Linked DNA regions of Mus musculus: region 2 is linked to region 1. A link is a contact called in public ChIA-PET data. All regions are on one chromosome and are shown on one strand. The core of a region is the stretch at or near the end of the contact, and the rest is flanking DNA. Distances in the headings are between cores, read along the strand shown. Region 1 overlaps Trmt11 (tRNA methyltransferase 11). Region 2 holds the start of Trmt11 (tRNA methyltransferase 11).

What was found. ChIA-PET counts read pairs in DNA pulled down with a chosen protein or histone mark.
Region 2: an RNA polymerase II ChIA-PET map of memory CD8 T cells shows a contact between it and region 1, with 43 read pairs. The contact joins the promoter of Trmt11 here to the enhancer-like site in region 1. A contact is called at or near these places in 2 of 39 promoter capture datasets (3T3-L1-derived adipocytes and macrophages), 7 of 484 Hi-C or Micro-C datasets (the C10 cell line, the MPC-11 cell line, embryonic stem cells and 4 more), 6 of 115 datasets of contacts at active chromatin or transcription factors (CD8 T cells, the SCID.adh cell line, effector CD8 T cells and 2 more) and 2 of 9 other capture datasets (embryonic stem cells and liver).

Annotation. Positions count from the first base shown.
Region 1 is chr10:30,548,821-30,551,962 of GRCm38.p6, forward strand. The region is part of intron 11 of Trmt11 (tRNA methyltransferase 11); the gene reads right to left. Among named protein-coding and RNA genes, the nearest start is that of Trmt11, 50 kb to the right of the region's middle. Within about 2 kb of position 1,836, at least 20 of the 459 cell types and tissues checked have an H3K27ac peak or open chromatin away from gene starts, as enhancers often do. A contact at or near this core is called in memory CD8 T cells, where this site is marked.
Region 2 is chr10:30,599,335-30,602,454 of GRCm38.p6, forward strand. It overlaps Trmt11 (tRNA methyltransferase 11), which reads right to left and starts at 1,366. Exons shown (of 13, transcript NM_028604.3): 1 at 1,256-1,366. The coding sequence starts at 1,327.

The sequences.
Region 1 (3,142 bases), core at 586-3,085:
GTCTTTAGCACTTACTCTACAGACAGAAATAATGTACTTTTTATAAAACTAGTCCATATCAAATTTAGAATCTCCATAGAAATATTTATGACATGAAGAAATATATTTTACATCATGACTGAAACTAAATTTAAAAATAGAAACAAAGAGGAAAATATGGCTTTGAACTTAAGCTTATACACAGTATAACCCATGGGTCTCTAAAACAGTGTCATGCTTAAGAATATACACTTATTTTTAGGTAGGATCCTACTTTTCACTATGTAGTGTAAGTTGGCCTCATATTCCAACTCTTTAAAGAAACCTTTTATGTATACTGACTCGTGTTTTGAAAGGACATTTGAATACGCACAAATAAAAATTTCTTATACTTAGGCTTCTTATATAACTATAAAATAAAAATATAAATCAAATTCACCTGTAAAAAAATAATTAAAAGTAATATTAAATGACATGAATAATGCTAGTATTGCTCAAACAAAGTTGCCAGTAGCTAGCTTTCTCTTTTGAGTAGGGTATGGTAGGCACAAACCACAGGATTTGTTCGACAGCATATAAAGATATTTGGAGGTTGGTTTTTTATTTTGGACTCCCAACATTACTGTGAGAAACCTCCTTTCTCATTAGCCTCTTACAGTCCGCTGTATCTATGGACTGGCTGTAGGACACCTCCTACCCTATACAGTAATCCAAAGAGTCCGGCAAGTCGGGAGACATTTGCATAATTATGTATAATCTCCTGTATTCTTTAAATCATCTTTAGATTACTCAGAATACCTAACAGCAAGTTGGGAGACATTTGCATAATCTATGTATAATCTCCTGTATCCTTTAAATCATCTTTAGATTACTCAGAATACCTAACACAAATATAAATGGTACTTGCTATACTGAATTACTGTGAAAATGGTAAGAATAAAAAGTCTTAGGTTTAGTATGTGTAAAACTATTATACTCCAAATTCAATTTTTCATTGAAGATTGGCTGAATCCAGATATAGAAACCACAGGTATAGAGGACTAACTTTATATATGAATGACCAAATCAATGGAAAACATATGTCCAAAATAATACTGAAAATTTGAATAGTAGCTTAAAAACATCTTCAGTGTATACGGAATTCCGTATTAGTGGACTGTTTGCCAACTATTAAATCTGTACTTTGCCTAGACAATTATATTAATACCTAACTCTGATTTTATTACTGTTTCCCTGTAACTTAAGTTACCTATTTAAAACTGAAATCAGACCAAACAGGCAAACCACACAGATTTAGATCAGTGGTTGCTAAAGGCAGGAGGAGGGGTAACTCCACTTGGGGGTTTCTTTGGGAGTAAATGACGTTTCCTGTGGGGCGGTTGTCTTTATAGTGGGACGGTTGCACAATTTTGTGGAAATACTACAAACCACAGGAAAGAGAAGTGTATAGTGGGAAATGCATGAATGCAAATGATATCCAAGAGGTTTCTAAAAGCAAAACTAGTTATACACATAAGCCTCTAGCTCTTCCATGAGTCACTTCTCAGTCACTCTTCTTCCTATAAAATGTTAAGTTCTTTCTAAATGTTATATATTTCACCTCCCGCCTGAAAAACAGACTGCAAATTTACTGACCACTGAACTGAATCATTCTTTGTTTCCTAGATAAGGACAAAAAGATGTTCTCTTCCATAAATCTACTGAATACATTAAAATATATTCCTAAAATCTTGAGACATGTTATTAAGCTCCTTGGACATCATTTATATTTTATGTGTCTCCGTGTATGTTTGCTACCTGTGTGTGGGTTTCCTCAGAGGCCACAGAAGGCCCAGGGCTGGAGGAAGCTAGTGATGAGCAGCCCCGTGGAGGTTCTGGGAACTGACCTCAGGTCTGCTGGAAGAACAGCAAGCACTCGTAACTGGTAAGCCATGCTGCTAGCGCCCACACTTTATTTTAACTGATAATTTGAACATATGGTTATGGGATATAATAGAAATTTTTGATATATGTATGTTAATCATATTCCTTTTTAAAACTTTATTTCATGAACATGTGCATACAGGTGCCACACACACCTGCTGAGCTTGGAGAACAACTTTCAGGAATCTTCTCCTTCTACAACATGGTGTCTGTGGAATCAAACTCTGGGTCACCGGGCCTGTGCAACGTAGCAAGCCACCTTGCTGGCCTTGCTGTCACTTCTATCAGTAACACCAGCAGCTGGATTTCTATCTTCCACAAAGAACATTTCTAGACAGTTTAACAGTTGGCAAAAAGAAATTAGATAACAAAAGCTCCATGGATTTGTGGAACCTGAGCAAGCAAGTGGACTCACTCAGGAGCTCTGCAGCTCTGAGACGAATCTCTGCTCTGTTTCAGTTTCGTTTCAGCCAGAGGAAGCCATGAATATTAAACCCACCAATATCAGAATGTAGTGAAGAGACAACAGAGATCTAATAATGAGCATGGGAGGATCTGGAAATAACTGACACAAATCAACCAGTAGATTTCCACAGTACTCTTCCCACTTGAGCTAGCTACACAGCTGGGAGAAATCTATCCTCAAATGAAACGTCTACAAAGGAACACAAACTAGCTCTACCTTATTCCTGGCACTCACGTCTCGTTGGGGTACAGTCACCCCTGTTATTTGGTGATACTTTTTAGACGTCTCTTATGTGTGTAAACAATTTAAGCTTCTTCAGTTTTCACATGACTCTCAAACACCTCTAAGTGTTAGTTGCTCCTTTCCATATCCCTCCCCTTTCCTTTCTTCCATCTCTCCCCCCATTTAATCCCCTGCTCCAATCCCAAATGTGTGCCCTATTTCCCCTTCCTTGAGAGATTTCCCTGCCCCACCTTCCCACTTGTCTCTTACTCTGTACCTAACCTCTATGGTTATACAGTTTGTAGCATGTTCATCGAATGCTTAAACGGTAACCTAACATCCACATATGAGAGAAAACGTATACTATTTGTCTTTTGGGGTCTGGGTTACTTCAGTCAGGAGGACTTTTTTTCTAGTTCCCTCCATTTACTCGCATATTTCGTAATTTTATTTAACAGCTGAATAAAGTTCTGTTCTATAAATATATCAATATTTAGTCTTGTTTGGGCTTTTTGTGTGTGTGTCTTACTATTCTTTTGCATATACACCATG
Region 2 (3,120 bases), core at 116-2,615, 50 kb after region 1:
GCCTAGCACTTTTTTTTTAAAACCTGTGGGTACACTCACAAAAGTAAGGGAGGCCTTGTGCCAACGGAGGCCAGAAGTGTAGGCACCCCTGGAGCTGGGGTTACCAATGGCTGTAGGCAGTATCCTGACACAGCTGCTGGGCGCCAAATTCAGGTCCTCTGGAAGAGCAGTGTTCGTAACCAGTGAGCCAACTCTCCAGTTCCAGTGTCTCACCACTCTTTAAACATGAAGTTGAAGAAATCTCATCCTTTCCAGGTTTTCTTACGCAGAAAAATGAAATGCTTATCACAATCTAGATTTGTTCTCACCTCCTACATTGCCACTCTATCCTGTTCTCTTACTGCTGACACTAGATTAGTTTCTTAATCATTTAATATTCCAACAGATTCTTATTAACTCCAGTCTTATTGCTCTCGAGTCCTTCCTTCATTTTACTTTCTATTAAAAAACAATCTAATTCTGCCTCTTTACTTTTAAACTGTTTAATTCCTCTTCCAAGCTATAGTGTCCTCAAGTCTGTTTTCTCTGGTCCATCAGCCTACTTCTCTCTCTTTACCACTCTGCTACGTAGCTGGTGACGAGCAACGAACAACAGTTTATACTTCTAATGGACTTATTTCCTTGGCCCCGGTAACTAATACTGTAGCTCATATGTCACCCCCACCTTGAAAGGCAACATCCTTCATTCATCAATGGACAAAGATTCCCTTTTTAAAAGGCCCCCATACTTTAAAGGTTCCCACTAAGAACCCTCCATCATTGCACTTCACAAAGTTATGGCTATGCTCTCGCGTCCGCTAGTCCTGAGCCTAAGTAAACATTACGCTCTTTAAGGGCAGAGCTGTCAGTCAGCGCATCCTTGCCGTTCGGTGCACGCGACTTCAGGCGCTGTAGAAAATGTCACTTGAGTAAATAAAAAAGCTTCCCCCTCCCCAACTTTATTAAGTTCCACCCCAAGCCTTCCATCATGCCTGAACCTATATCGACACTCCTCACACTCCACCGAGAGCCCCCATGGATGTCTCCATTCTGCGTCGGGTCAGGTTCACCTGCTTAACTGCGGCGCCAGGAGCACGTGCAGAGGGGTGAATGGCAAGGCTCCGTCCTGGAGAAAGGCTGCCGGGGACATGGTCCGCCCAGCGGCCTCATCCCCGCCCCAATCCAGGCGCGCGCCGCTGCCCGCAGAGACCCCCCCCCCCCCCAGCCGGCGCGTGAGGAGTGCGAGCCTCTGCGCCCAGCACCCAGGACGGCTCACCGGTAAGCGGAACTCCAGATGCTCCTGTGCCATGAGCAAGAGATAGCGATTCAAGGAGCCCGGCAGCGCCATTGCAGCTACTACCGTGCGCCTGCGCGGCCTCCACGGGCCCGCCCCCTCCTCCTCCTCCCTAGAGCCAAGTTTCCGCCGAGCCTCATCCCGGAGCCGGAAACGGAAGCACGACAAGGAACACTGGCGGGTGGCACTTTCTAGGAAGGGGCGCTAAGGGCAAGAGTGAGATCCTGGTGTTCCCACCGTCTGTGGCTACCCTAGCACGCTCCCCTTGTGAGATGCATTGTTTTAAGAGGCAGGCTGCAGTGATCCCGCGCAGTTCCCCAGGGATACTCCACTTGGAGTGTTCTTCTGACTCCTCCCTCTGTTCTTCAGCTCAAAACTGGACCAAAACTTCACTGTTAAGTGTAGACTCTTAATCGTTCGAGATTCAGCCTCACCTGCTTGAACACTGAGTGTACTTTTAGTGATTTTGCAAAAATTTTTCAAGAGCTGTCAAGGACCCATCTCGGGTTGCTCTGTATGGAAACAAACAAACAAACAAAAGCCTTCCTCAGACTTGCACTCCGTAATTATGCTATGTTGTTCCAGGCACACAGTAAATCCACAGCCAGTGGTAGATTAAAAACATTGGTGAAAGTTACCCTAATTACTCAGATGGGCCTAATACCATAACAGTTTGCAAGAGACATGGCTACCTATACATAAGCTCGACAAGTATCATTTCTGCTCAAAGTACTGAACCCTTTGTACTGCTGAGGCCTGTATTTTTGGGTTTTGTGTTCCACCTTGGTAATGCACAGCATATACAAGTATCCTGTGCCAGAAATATAGTTGATGCTTATTGGTAGTGATCAAGACAGCCAGCACACAGACAGTGGTGACCCTTGTTACCCAAACCTCAGTTCCATTTATTATCCCTATGCTCTCAGCGAATTTTGTAACATCTGTGAGCTTCAATATTCTTTTAAGAACTGGAGTATTGCATCCTACAGATAATAGCTATAAGTACTAGGTGTTACAATATTCAAACTTCAACGTATACTCTATTGCATGGGACCAATAAATAGCATTGGGAAATGTTTTTTGTTGTTTTAAATGAGAATTTCTGCTTTTTTTTTTTAAAGAGAGATTTGCCTTTGTTAGTGTTGTTAAAAATCCTTTCACTGAGGACAATGTAAGCAACAGCAACCATGTCTACCAAAATCCCAAGAACAAAACAAGGCACATTATCACCAAAGTTCACTCCAATGAGCAATGAGTTTATTGGGTTTCCTTCTAGAGAATCGATGAGGACTCACTCACCTGGCTATGGGCACTCCTACCCTAACAGGATACACCTGAAAAGCTTTACCCAGCAGTGAGATGGGCCAAGGAGATGGATAGACGTTGACTTCCCAGCATTCCCACTCTCTAGTGTAGTACCTACAAACCAGCTACAAGGACTTTCTGTTGGATCTATCTGCCTTTCTGGGTTCTGACTCTGAAGGAAGTACTACTATAATCACAAGAGCCAAATCCTTAACACTATCGAGCCCCTCTCCTTGAACCCCGCCCTCCTCCCCCCCCCCCCCCCCCGTCAAAATAAAAATCATTCTGATAATTAAAAGGTAAGTTATTTTAGTTGTTAGAATAATACTCAAAAATGTAAGAACACTTTTACAAACGACTACATAAATGAAAATTCAGTAAAATATTAAGTTAATTTTTGTTTAAACTAGTTTTCATATATTCCAGACTGACCTAAAACTGTCAAGCTCTTCACCCCTCCCCCTCCTGAGAGTTGAAATTATAGGCCTATGCACAACACCTAGTTTAGGATTTCTCTTCATTTGCATTTATGAAACTTGACT